Regions from separate parts of the Mus musculus genome. Here region 1 is linked to region 2. Evidence: chromatin contacts called from public ChIA-PET data. All regions are on one chromosome and are shown on one strand. Each heading gives the region's core, a stretch centred on a gene start, on an enhancer-like site or on the middle of the called end of the contact. The rest is flanking DNA. Distances are from core to core; before and after follow the strand shown. Region 1 overlaps Gm40447 (collagen alpha-1(II) chain-like). Region 2 overlaps Syne2 (spectrin repeat containing, nuclear envelope 2).

What was found. ChIA-PET counts read pairs in DNA pulled down with a chosen protein or histone mark.
Region 1: an RNA polymerase II ChIA-PET map of memory CD8 T cells shows a contact between it and region 2, with 5 read pairs. The contact joins two enhancer-like sites. A contact is called at or near these places in 2 of 115 datasets of contacts at active chromatin or transcription factors (embryonic stem cells and memory CD8 T cells) and 2 of 9 other capture datasets (embryonic stem cells and pancreatic islet).

What each region holds. Positions count from the first base shown.
Region 1 is chr12:75,762,850-75,768,856 of GRCm38.p6, forward strand. The region is part of intron 3 of Gm40447 (collagen alpha-1(II) chain-like); the gene reads right to left. Among named protein-coding and RNA genes, the nearest start is that of Sgpp1, 30 kb to the left of the region's middle. Within about 2 kb of position 4,237, at least 49 of the 459 cell types and tissues checked have an H3K27ac peak or open chromatin away from gene starts, as enhancers often do. A contact at or near this core is called in memory CD8 T cells, where this site is marked.
Region 2 is chr12:76,083,521-76,090,324 of GRCm38.p6, forward strand. Syne2 (spectrin repeat containing, nuclear envelope 2) reads left to right here. Exons shown (of 116, transcript NM_001005510.2): 100 at 4,231-4,393. Among named protein-coding and RNA genes, the nearest start is that of Esr2, 90 kb to the right of the region's middle. Within about 2 kb of position 3,176, at least 80 of the 459 cell types and tissues checked have an H3K27ac peak or open chromatin away from gene starts, as enhancers often do. A contact at or near this core is called in memory CD8 T cells, where this site is marked.

The DNA.
Region 1 (6,007 bases), core at 2,987-5,486, 320 kb before region 2:
TCTGCAGACTTCCTTCCTTCTGTTCTTTTTTATTTATTTATTTATTTAGTTAGTTAGTTAGTTAGTTAGTTTTTCGAGACAGGGTTTCTCTATATAGTCCTGGCTGTCCTGGAACTCACTTTGCAGACCAGGCTGGCCTCGAACTCAGAAATCCACCTGCCTCTGCCTCCCAAGTGCTGGGATTAAAGGCGTGCACCACCACCATCCTCCTTCCTTCTGTTCTTAAAGAATTGTGTATGCATGTTGGTCTACATGTAGTATGCACACCACGTATATGACAGTGCCCAAGGAAGGCCAGAAGAGGGTGTCCAATGCCCTGATACTGGAGTTGTGAACTTCCATGTGGTTGCTGGAAAGTGAACCTGAGTCCTCTGCATGCTCTTAGCCACTGAAACATCTCTCCAGGTTCCTCCCCTACCCCTTTCTCTGTTGTTTGCTAGTTTGTTTGTGTATTGTTTGTTTCTGAGTCAGTGTCTTCTGTAGCTTAGGTTAGACTGAAACTCCTTATCTCGGGTTGGTTTTGAGCTCAGCGTTCCAAGTTCTAGGGTCACAAACATAACACTACATCTGGCTCTAGTCTCTCATTTAGTGTGTGTGTATGTGTGTCTGTATATCTGTGTCTAAGCTACCTTTCTGTTGCTGTGAAGAGACACCATGACTAAGGCAACTTATAGAACCAAGAAGATATTGGGGCTGAGAGATTTAAAAGTTAGTCTATAACCATCGTGGTGGGGAGCATGACAATGGAATAGGAAACAGAGAGCTGTCTGGAAATGGCTTTGGCATATGACCTCAAAGCCCACCCTCAGTGACACACTAGCTTCAACAAAGTCATACATCCTAATGTGTGACAAACCATCCCACCAACTAGGGACCGCCATTCTAATTCGAATCTCTCTCTCTCTCCTATCTCTCTCTCTCTCTCTTTCTGTGTGTGTGAAGAAGAAATGCACATTTCTCTCTTTTTTGATAAAAAGTAAGTATGTATGTGTATTGCACACATATTTATACATTGACCAAGCCAGGGTCATTCAACAGGGTGTCAAGGGAGGGAGCGAGGACTGAGAAGAAAAAGACAATTAGACAGCGCTGTAACCTGACTCCCCCCAGTGCTGAGGCTGAAGCGGGTTTATTTTCTTCCATTCTGCTTTTATATCATTCTAGGTACATACAAAGAACCAGGTCAGTCCTAAGGCATAATCAGAGTAGTTAAGGAACAGACAAAGCATAAACAAAGATCCCATGATTACTGTATTCAGGGTCACAAGACCCATCAAGATACAAAGAGCACATTCCTGTATTCATCTTGAGCCGACTTCCTTGTTCTGGCCTAATGTCAAATTCCTGCCAAATTCCTAGAAGTGGCCCCAAGAATGTATGTAAGGACAATACATACATGTGTGTCCCTACATATTGGGCTGGTTAGTTTTTGTTAATTTGACACAAACTACTGTCACTTGGAAAGAGAATCTCAGGTGAGGTTGCCTCCAGCAGATTGGCCTATTGGCATGTCTTAATTAATGATTGATGGGGGTGGGGGTGGAGTACAGACCAATATGGGCAATGCCACTCCTGGGTTGTATAAGAAATAGGCTTAGCAAGCCAGTATACAGCATTCCTTTATGGTCTCTGTTCCAAGTTCCCGCCCTGACTTCCCTCAATGATAGATTATGATCTGGAGTTCTAAGATGAAATAAACCCTTCTATTCCTATGTTATTTGGGTCATGGTGTTTATCACAACACCAAAAAACAAACTAAGGCACATGAGTACTCATGCCACCATAACATATTGGTTCTTTGAGACATTTGACTGTTCTATAACTTACCCTGTAGACTAGTCTTGCGCGCGCTCAACTGGCCAGGAAGAACGACGCTGCAACAGGATCCTTCTGCACACGTTTATTGGGAGAGCATTGATTGCATAGGCGAAAGAAGAACAACAACCCCGAACAAAGAAAATGATGCTGCTTATATACCCCTCCATGTGACGTGTCAGCTCCTGACTAGCTGCTCACTCATCATCCCACTACTACGCCCCGGGATGGGCAGTGACTTGGCATGAATTTACTCTTGCACCTGCGCACATTACTTGTTTACCAGCTAGGCACAGCGGAGGCTCATGATGGCAATTGCTCAAGGCTCTCCACAGACTAGGTTGGCCTTGAACTCACAGAGATCTATCTACCTGCCTCTGCCTCCCTAGTGCTGGGGTTACTGGCATGCACCTCTACTGCTCAGCAACTAGATGCATTTCTATGTGCACATAGAAATACATGCATATATACATGTACATATGCATGTATATGTATATGCACATGTGTACATTTTGCTTGTTTGTATGTGTGTGTGCCATATATTAGAGCATATCTGTTCAATTATCTTTTCACATCTCAGATTTTTACAGGTCATCAGTCCTCTGCTAATTGTAGTCCCAGAAGATCCTATACCTTCTGTGGCTTCCTCAGATACTGCATAAATAGGATGTAGACATACATGCAGGCAAAACACCCATATACATAAAACAAAATAAATAAATACATTTATTGTAGCGTGGAGAGTGACTAAGGAAAACATTCAACAATGACCTTTGATTTCTACTTGTGCATGCAGAGAAGAGCACATGTACACATGCACATGTGCACACAGAGGGACAGAGAGAGACAGAGTAAGACAGACAGAGAAAGAGAGTTAAGCTCAAGTAGCTAATGTAGGGCTGGCAAGATGGGTCAAATAGTAAAAGACTGATGACCTAAGTTTGAATCCCAGAACCACCTACTATATATATATATATAAATCTGCCTGTTTTGTGGGGAGTGACCCCAGAGGCAAGAGGTCTATCAGACTTACTCCTAGCCCAAGATCTGCCTATTGTTCGCTTACTTTTTTTCCTAGGAGTATTTTGAGGATACAAGGAGTTAATTCATGCAAAGAATTTAGACTAGAGCTTGGTATGCATAAATCTTCAGTAAGTAGTGGGCTGTTAGTTTCATTATCACTAGTGATAAGGACTGGCAATTAGAGTTGACTAGGCAGTTTAAGGTCAGGACTCCTAGGGTGAACAGGCCCATTTTTAGCCAGAAGCAGGAAGGAGCCCTGGTTTTCCAGGCAGGAAGGACAGAAGGAAGCTCTGGTTTCTTATCTCTTTCCAAAAGCGCTGCCTGCAGGCTCTGCATGAGGAAGTGACCGGAAGTCCTGTTCAGACACTCATTCCTTCTAGTGAGCAACTTTGGAGTTGGATTTCTGGATTTTCATGATAGCAATGGGTTGTATTTATTTCTCCCTCGATTCAGCTCATCTCCTAGAGGATTTTAGATCTTGAAGGGAAAAGTTACGGTAGTCTTGGAGGCATCTGAGGACAGCTACTGGAGCTCTGTTGAAACCCATTACGCGAAAGTCTAAAGCCGTTTCCTCCTGGTCAAAACAATGGAGTAACCAGGTATGGTGACTCACATCTGGATCTGTGAATTTGAGTTAGACCATTGAATATCATAGTCTCCTCCCTTAAGAGTTAATTCACAAAAAGAAAAAGAAAAACATTTTGAAAAGAGTTAACTCAGGAGTCTAGAAAGAAGGGTCAGCAGTTAAGAGCATTTTCTGCTTTTCCAGAGGAAAAACCTTCCCAATAAACCTGCCGTGTGTGTGTGTGTGTGTGTGTGTGTGTGTGTGTGTGTGTGTGTGTATAAAACCAGCCAAACAAAATAAAACATCTCAGTGGGACTAGAGAGATGACTCGGCGGCGGCTAACAGCACTTATTGTTCTTTCAGAGAACACTTCCTTGTTCAGTCCTAAAACTCAACTTATGCAGGAATCTGCCTTGCTGCTTTGGTATTGTTCATTCGGCTCAAATTTTGCACCCTTGACACTCATATATCACGCAGCTCCCTTTCCTCCCCCCCCCCCCAGAACTTCAGATGTCTTTTCTACAGAATAAACACCTCAAAGGTTTTCACAGATTTTTCCCTCCAAAGTTTTTAATACACTTTGTGTGTGTGTGTGTGTGTGTGTGTGTGTGTGTGTGTGTGTGTGTGTGAGTGAGTGACTCTTTTCTCCTTCCTCTGTGTGGGTCCTGGGGCTGGAACTCAGGTCATCAGGCGTGGCAGCAGGCACCCTTCCCTGCGGAGGCCTCTAACTGCTGCACAGCTGTGCTGTTTTGATGGTTTTAAGTCCCTCGGCTTCTCAACCTCCAAAGTACAGATTGGTTTGTGAGTGTTCTGTTTCTTCTGTGAGAGCGCTACCCTGACGTCATCCCGGAGAAGCGCCAGGAAGTCACCCAATGTTGCTCCTGTAATTGCACTTGATGTTAAACTTGGCTGGTCTCTGATAAACAGGTGAAAATAATTATGGCTTTGTCTGTGTCTGTGTGAATTGTTGAGCACCACCTGCATGCAGGATTCCTCAGAGGTCAGAAGGCCGCACTGGAGCCCCAGGATGGGGGCCTCTGCCAGAGCAGTAAGTACTCTTACCCATGAGCCAGCTCTCCAGCCCCTGCACACATTCTAATCAGCACAATGCATATATGCATTTTACTTCTCAGTGTTAGGGCTCAAACCCAGGCATCATGCAGATTAAGAACACACTGTCCCACGGAGGCTGGTGACATCGTGGCTCAGTGAGTAACAGATCGAGATGGTAGAAAGAGAGAATCAACCCCTGCCAAGGTGTCCTGAGACTTCCCACAAGTATGCCATGTGTAAATACATGAGTAAAATAAATGAGATGAAGCGACTTAAAAATACTTTAGCCTAAATAACTTACAAATTGAAGTTGATTTCTCATAGTTTTGCAGAGCAGGAAGTTTAAGATCAAAGTATCAAGAAATTCAGTGTCTTCATGAGTCTTTGCTTAACTGAAAATGTCATCTGTGTCCTCATGTGCTGGAAGGGACACTTGCCCTCCCCTGGGTCTCTTTTCCAAGCATACTAATCTGGGACAGTGGGACAGTATCAGTTCAGTGATACTGGCTTGCTAGCTTGCTCATGTCCCTGGGTTGGTCCCCAGCACCACGAACATTAATAACACCATTATTCTAAGTCATGAGAGCCCCATCATCACGACTCCTGTTTCAAACTTCTTAGCTCTTGGAGCCTGGAGAGATGCTCAGAGGTTTCAAGCGCCGGCTGCTCTGGCAGAGGAACTGGGTTCAGTTCTCAGCACCCACACCATGGTTGCTACACAGTGCCTGCAACTCCAGTTCCAGGGGATCAAACACCTTTCTCTGACCTCCATGGGTAGACATGTACACGGAGCACATACATATGTGCAAGCACCCGCAAATACATATTGCGTCCCACTCGACCGGCAAGAAAGACACAACAAACTGGAATCTTCTGCGGCAAAAGCTTTATTGCTTACTTCTTCAGGAAGACCCCGAACTGGGAAAATGGCGCCGCTTTTATAGCCCACAGCGTGACGTTTCAGCACCTGATATGGCGTGACAGCTCCTGATTCGTTGCTCGCCCATCACCCCACTATTACACCCCGAGAATGGGAGTGACTAGTGGAGTGAGTTCACTCTCGCACCTGCGTACAAGGCTTGTTTACTAGTTAGGCACAGCGGAGGCCAGCGCCATCTTATAATGGTGATTGCTCGCGGCACGGCTCTCCACAAATACATAACAAATAAAAATAAAGAAATCTCTGGGTTTTATTTTTTTAAATATGCCTACTTCTTCATATTGCTTCATTGAGGACTACGTGTCATATACTAACTGGAAGCATGGTGTTGGTGAGGAAGACCTACAAACACTCGCGCCTACCACCTCCTTCGATTTCTGTAATTGAATGTATATTTAGCCTTCTTTAGGCCATAGTTTTTATTATTGTTTGTGTTGTCTGCAATTGTGGATGAGAGGGACATATGTGGCGCAGCACATATATGTATCAGAGGGCAGTTTGCAAGAGTCCTTTCTCTTCTACCACCTCCACAGTGACACACTTCCTCCAACAAGGCCACACCCACTCCAACAAGGCTATACCTCCTAATAGTGGGCCAAGCATATTCAAAC
Region 2 (6,804 bases), core at 1,926-4,425:
CTTACTTGTTACCAATAGATGACCTGCCACTCACAGAAGGACAGTAAGTTGCTTTGTGGGTAAAGTATTCTGTTATCCTCTTGTCTTTAACATATGGCATTGCCATCGTTTGAATGGAAAAGACAAACTGGTGACTGTCACTCCCTCCCCCAGTGGGTATTTATTTCTAAGTACTTCTGATACTGTACCCGATACCTAAGTTGCAGGGGCATAAGCTCTGTAGGACTTACGACCCAGCTTTGAGTTACCAAATCCTCACAGTGTGCATAGGACCCAGAACAAAGCAAATGGTTAAATGTGTATTGAAAGAAAACCACGAAAGAGAAACATTGGCTGTAAATCTGCAACTTCAAGCCTCTTCCCATGCTCTGGCTGCGAGCACGAGTATTGACTCCTGTATCTGAATCGTGTTCCCTGACAGCAGCAACGCCCATCTCCTACCCCCAGTCCATGTGTATCTGTGTGTGCAAGGTATGCGATAAGCCACAGAGGCCAGACTGTCGGGGTTGGAATCCTGCCCCTGCTAATGATCCAGGTGACTGAGCTGGTTATTTAGCCTGTGAGCCTTCATTTCCTCCTCTGTCCAATGGGAGGACAGCAGTACCATAGCACCCCTGTGCCAGCATCAGGGATAACAGTGACCACAGTGCCATAGCACCTGTCTGTCGGCATCATTGAGATGATGAACTGAGTCACTAGCATGTGAGAGCAGTTGTTAGCATATGAGATAAATCTTAGCAGTTCCACTTTAGTGCTATGGCTTATTAATGAGTTACAAAGTACATCCAATGTAGAATTTTTTTAAAGAACTATTTATTTATTTTATGTATATGAGTACACTGTCACTGTTTTCAGACACACCAGAAAAGGGCATCGGATCCCATTACAGATGGTTGTGAGCCATCATGTGGTTGCTGGGAATTGAACTCAGGACCTCTGGAAGAGCAGTCAGTGCTCTTAACCACTGAGCCATCTCTCCAGCCCCAATGTAGATATTTGAAAGGAATGGATTACACAGGAAGAGGCTGGCATAGCTAAGTATCCGTTTACAGCAAACACTTGAGAGCCGAGATCCTTTGGATTCATTTTTCTATCCTGAGATATCTGCATATTGAGATCTCTTGGGAAGCCACCGGCATTTCTTATATACATAGCTAAGGTCCTTAGTGTGCCTTCTGGTGTGAGGTCTGATGCGGAATTTTTCACTTGTAATGTGATGACAGCCCTCAGAAGTTGTAGATGTTTGAACATTACGATGCTTAGATTAGGGATGCTCAGTGTGTGTTGTATTTCCAGCCTTCACTGGTCTGCCTCGAGCACTCCATTGTGAATACAACAGTCCAAGGAAAGACAAGCAAATTGTTCCTCTCCTTCTCCAGGAGTTGTAGCATCCCTAACTTCTGGTTGGCAAAAGAAAGTATGGCTATACCTTGGCTTTTTGTTGTGTGGTAGCTCCCTTTGTATAGAAGGTGGTCTCCCCAGACCTCTTTTTGTTGAAATAAGAAAAAAGCTGTGATTCTTCTATTGGCCTGGACTTGGGTACTTACTTGATGGGAGCATAGTAAGGTGCCATCCTGGGAAGAGGAAGAGCAACAGGAGAGAGGGAGATGATGATAACGGAGCCTGAATGCTGGTTTCTACCCACAGGAAGTGGGCATGGCCAGGCCTCTTCTCCAGTAAGAGGTTTTTTGAATAGGGCAGCCTCTCATAGCTGTGAGGGCTCCTTGCACAGTCAGGGTGGTGAGATGAGGTGAGAAGGGCACGTTGCTAAAACCACAGAGACGAGAGTCCGCCTTGGGCTATAGCCGTATCCAGGCCTCGCCCGGATTCTGTTACTGCCTTTTCAATAAATCATCGCATGGCTTTGAAGGAGACTTTTTGTCTGCTGCAAGAATGCAGTTTGGAAAATATAGTTCCTTGAAACTGATCGTGCCCATGATTCCTGGGCACTTGTTCTCGTCAGAGAGTGTCCCAGATGGCTTTCATGCATACCTCCTTCCTGCCGCCCAGCCAATCCAGTGAAGGAGGGTATCACCGTTAGCCGCATTTTCTGCGGGAGGTTAATGAAGCCAGAACTCAAACCCCAAGCTGCCTGCAAGCTTTCCCCCCCTCATAGAGCTACTGAGAGTAAAACACTATTGTGAAGTCCAGAGCTGGAATTGTGGTGTCACGTGACCTCCTCAGCATATGGAAAGTTACACAGCTGAACATGTATTATATTCCAGTGGCTACTTGGTCTCATATCACCTGCAAGATGTTTAATTTTATAAATAATAAGGACATTTGGAGTCTGAGTCAAGTGTCTTGCAGGGCTGTTGATCTTGTAACTGGGTTGTGGATGGGACTTTCGCCCTGATCTGCTCCAAGGTTAAAGCCCATTCCTCTTATTGCTGAGGTTTGGGAGACCTCAGAAGCTTAAATTCATACAGTCGCTGCTAGCGCAGACAGAACTAGAAGGCTGTCCACAAGGAAGTCTTGATTGACTGTGACATATAAACTCAGTGACTCTTTGATCCACTTAAACAATAGCCTGGAGGTAGGGAACTCAGCTCAGTAGGTAGAGTAGTTTACCCAACTTGAAGTAAGCCCGGATTCCATGCCCAGCTCTGTGTGAACTAGAGCGGTCCTCTATGGATCTAATCCCAACACTACAAAGGTGATGGCCTGAGGCTCAGAAGTTCAAGAGCAACCTTGACAACACAAAAGGATCAAGGCCTTGCCTAAGCTACCAAAGACCCTACCTGAAAATAAAATGGGGAAGTTATTGGGCACATTTATTCTTAACAAGTATTTGTTTACAGCCGGTGTACAGCCATGAGGGAGGTACTGCCTAGCTACCTTTCTTTTCTGAAGAGTGGGGAGTGTCTCCCGCTGTGCTGTTAGCTTGCCCTAGCTCTCTCTCCAGGAGCGTGGGGGTTGGGTAGAGGGTGGTTATGGAAGAAGTGTTCCCAAGCAAGAGAGAGGCCAAAGAGGTCACACAAATTGCCCTGAGGTGTTAAACAGATTACGAGATTAAACTGGTTTGTCAGGGTAGAGAGCAGACTGTGGAAAGGTTCCAAGCATGAGAATCAGACCTGTCTTCAGAAATGGAACCAAAGGTGGTGAGTAGGGAGGCACAGAGGCCAGAGGAAGTTGTTTGGTTAAATAAACCTTGGTGGAGGTGCAGCGGACGGTGTGCTTCCTGTAAGCTGAGGTTAGCATCTCAGTTTCTCTTTCTAATTGCTGTCAGACAGCCGGGGATGCAGTTCTGACGGCATCTGCCTGCATGGGGATTGGTAAGTGGGAACTTTGAATGTAACCATTACGTCAGATCTCCGGGATAACCCAAATCGCCAAGATCCACAGTGCAAGTGTTCACTCTTGCTACTTTAGGACTCTCACGAGAGCCACTGATTGAATCGTTTCAGTTCAGTCTCTGTGTGGAGAATGACGGCTAGCCAGGCGAGGTGGCTCACACCTATAATCCCAGCATTCAGGAGGCAGGGGCAGGAGAAGGATCTGTGAGTTTCGGGCCGGTGTGCGCTACTTAGGGAGACCCGGTCTCAGATCGACAAAGATGGGTTTTGCTTCAGTAACTCGAATTTCCCTTGCAAGCATTAACATGAAATGCCAGTGAGCTCAAGCTACATTTGCCTCCTCAAACCTGCTGCATGCCCTGTCAAGCCGGAAGGGACCTGAGGTTGTCAGAGAGACGGCAAGCAGAACTCTGCTTGAGTGGCGTTTCCCTTCTGACTCAGAGATGCCCCATAACAAGCCCGCAAGGCAGACTCAACAGAGCACCAGCCCGTGCATTGAAGGGGCAGGGTTGCTGTGTGTTCTGTCCTTGTCCAGAGTCCATAAAGGGCATCAGGACCCAAGTAAGTGCCGAGTGAACTAGGTAGGCGACATCATTAGCCATCCAGGGAGGACCGCTGACGGCTGTTGCCTCGGGCACACCAATGACAGGAACTGGGCTGGAGTATTCATTGTGGAGCCCCAGAAAGCTGGTCAGGGTGTTAGGAGGAGTCCATGTGGGTCTGACAGGACTTTTGGCTTGACTGAGTCCCTGTGAAAAATCATGGGGACCAAGAGTATTGCAGAGTCTCCTACTCTGTGAACATGCCTACCTGGATCATGTGAGTTGTTCCTGTGATGAATTAAATCAATGCACGTGCTCTTCTGCTCATCAGCATTCGAACCGGCCCGTGCTTCTCACTGCTAATGACTGCTTCTCTCCTCCATTGCATTCAGGGTGAAGAAGCTGAAGGAGACGTTTGCTTTCATTCAGCAGTTAGACAAAAACATGAGCAACCTTCGTACCTGGTTGGCTCGCATTGAGTCTGAGCTCTCCAAGCCTGTTGTCTACGACGTCTGCGATAACCAGGAGATCCAGAAGAGGCTTGCTGAGCAGCAGGTAAGTGACAGGAAGGCGTGCTGGGAGGAAGGGTGGCACCATGGGAGGCCAAGCCAGGCCTGCCCTCCTCTGCCTTGCGTCCAGCCTGCTCATGTATCTGTTTTCCCCAGAGGAAGCGGATACCTGCCTGTGTCTCTGCCTCATGTATGAGACAGCCATCTCTGAGTGCCCCTTCCCTTTTACATAGCCCTTTTGGAAATAGTTCAAGTAATGTTAAAGATGCAAACCTTACTTTCGATGGTCAGTTGGGTTTATTATTTTTGTCTGTTGCGTTTAACATCTCTGTGAAAGGGAATGAGTTAGGGGTATATTTTCTCTTTTGGAGTGAGATATAACCCAGACTGACTTGAAACTCTCAGCCTTCCCCCTTATTGTACTGACATCAACTTGATACACCCGAGAAGAGAGAGAGCCTCGCTTGAGGAATTGCCTCAGAAGAGTAGACTCTAGAGATCAAGGTAGCCTCAGACCTGCCCCTCTCTCCTGGCACTCAAACCGGTGTCTTTCATATGTTAGGCAAGTGCTCAATCAAGACCAGAAGGGAATACCCCAGTTTTATTTGTGTGTGTGTGTCACATGTGCCTTTGAGGGAGGGAGATCTCATTTTACCCAGACTGTCCTCAAACTAGCGATATAGCTCAGGGTGACCTTGAACTTCTCTTCCTTCTACTTCCACCTCCTGTGTGCTGGGATTTATAAGTGTGTGCCACCATGCCTTTCTCAGAAGACACCCTTTCATGATAAATTATCTCGAGTCAGGCCTATCTTTTTATTGGTTTAATTGTTTTGTTGTTGTTTGCTTTTTGCTTTTCAAGACAGGGTTTCTCTGTGTAGCCCTGATGGTCCTACAACTCACTTTGTAGACCAAGCTGGCTTCAAACTCACAGAGATCCACCTGCCTCTGCCTGAGTGCTGGAATTAAAGCATGTGCCAGCACTGCCTTACCTTTATTGATTTAAAAGTAACATTTTGGGAGACATTTAAAAAAAAACAAATATTTGACCTTTACAATTTTTTTAATAAAACCTGAAACCACTTTTTAAAGGTTTTCTTTTTATTATTTTAATTATGCCTTGCTATATTCTCATGAGAATAAACAGACATCAGAGGTATTGAATCCTTCTCTCTCTCTCTCTCTCTTTTTTTTAAATAAAAATTCAAATCTCACTACCTGGCCTAGAACTTACTTATAGACTAGACTGATCTCTAGCTCACAGAGATCTGCCTCCTTCTGCCTCCGTAGTATTAGGATTGAAGGAGGCCACCAACGTGCCCAGCTGAACATGTCTTTTTATTGAGGTTATCTAGATCTGTTGTTTTCAACCCGAAGGTCTAGATCCCTTTGGGGGTCAAATAACCTTTTCATAGGGGTGACAGGGAAATTAGACATCCTATATCTAGTATCAGATGCTTACATTACGATTCATAATGGTAGCAAAGTTACAATTGTGAAGTAGCAATAAAAATAGTTGTATGGTTGGGGGTGACCACAATGTGAGGAACTGTATTAAAGGGTCACGGCATTAGGAAGGCTGAGGGCCACTACTCTAGAGACTATCTTTGCTTTGGTGCATAGGAGATAGCCCTGAGAATCGTATAATTTCAGTGGGCATCACAGAGATCTGAGTGTACATCTCAGAGGAGACCCAGCTGCAGGAACACTCAGCTTCATTTGCCAATTTGACTTTCTAGCATGAATTTCTTTGGGCAGTCTCTCAATAGACAAGGCCTTGTCAATACCTGCCCCCTGCATGGTGGGTTAATTCAAGCGAATGTGGATGCTGGCAATATCTTTACTCTTAAAGAATGAGGCTGAATTTGGCTGGGCCTGAAAACTGTCTTCACATTTCATAAATCCAAAGTGGGATACTTTGCCACTAAATGGCAGAGAATTTACTCCTCAAGCCATAAAATCTGAAACTGCCGCTCTCTTGGCCGCCTTTGTCCCCATACTGAAGTGGTATGTAATTTCAATCTGGCCAGTGTGACAGCTTCCTCTTTGTAGAGTTTGAGGTCACCACAAATGGAATCTTTGTCCTTTATGATTACTAAGAATGTTGGCCAAGTTGGTATAGGGAACTAGCATCGCTATGAAGAAGTTGATATATTAATTTCCTATTATTGTAACGAAGTTCCATAAATTCAGCAACTTAAAAATCACAAACTTGTTATCTTAATTCTAACAGGGCATCAAAGGGGCTGCCGCCTTTTCTGGAGGCACTAGACCAGTGGTTCTTATCCTTCCTAATACTAAGACCCTTTAATACAGTTCCTCACGGTGTGGTGACCCCAACCATAAAACTGTTTCATTGCTACTTCATAGCTGCAATTTTGCTAATTTTATGAATCATAATGTAAATATGTGATATGAGACCCCTCCCTCAAGGGTCACGATGCACGGGTTGAGAAAC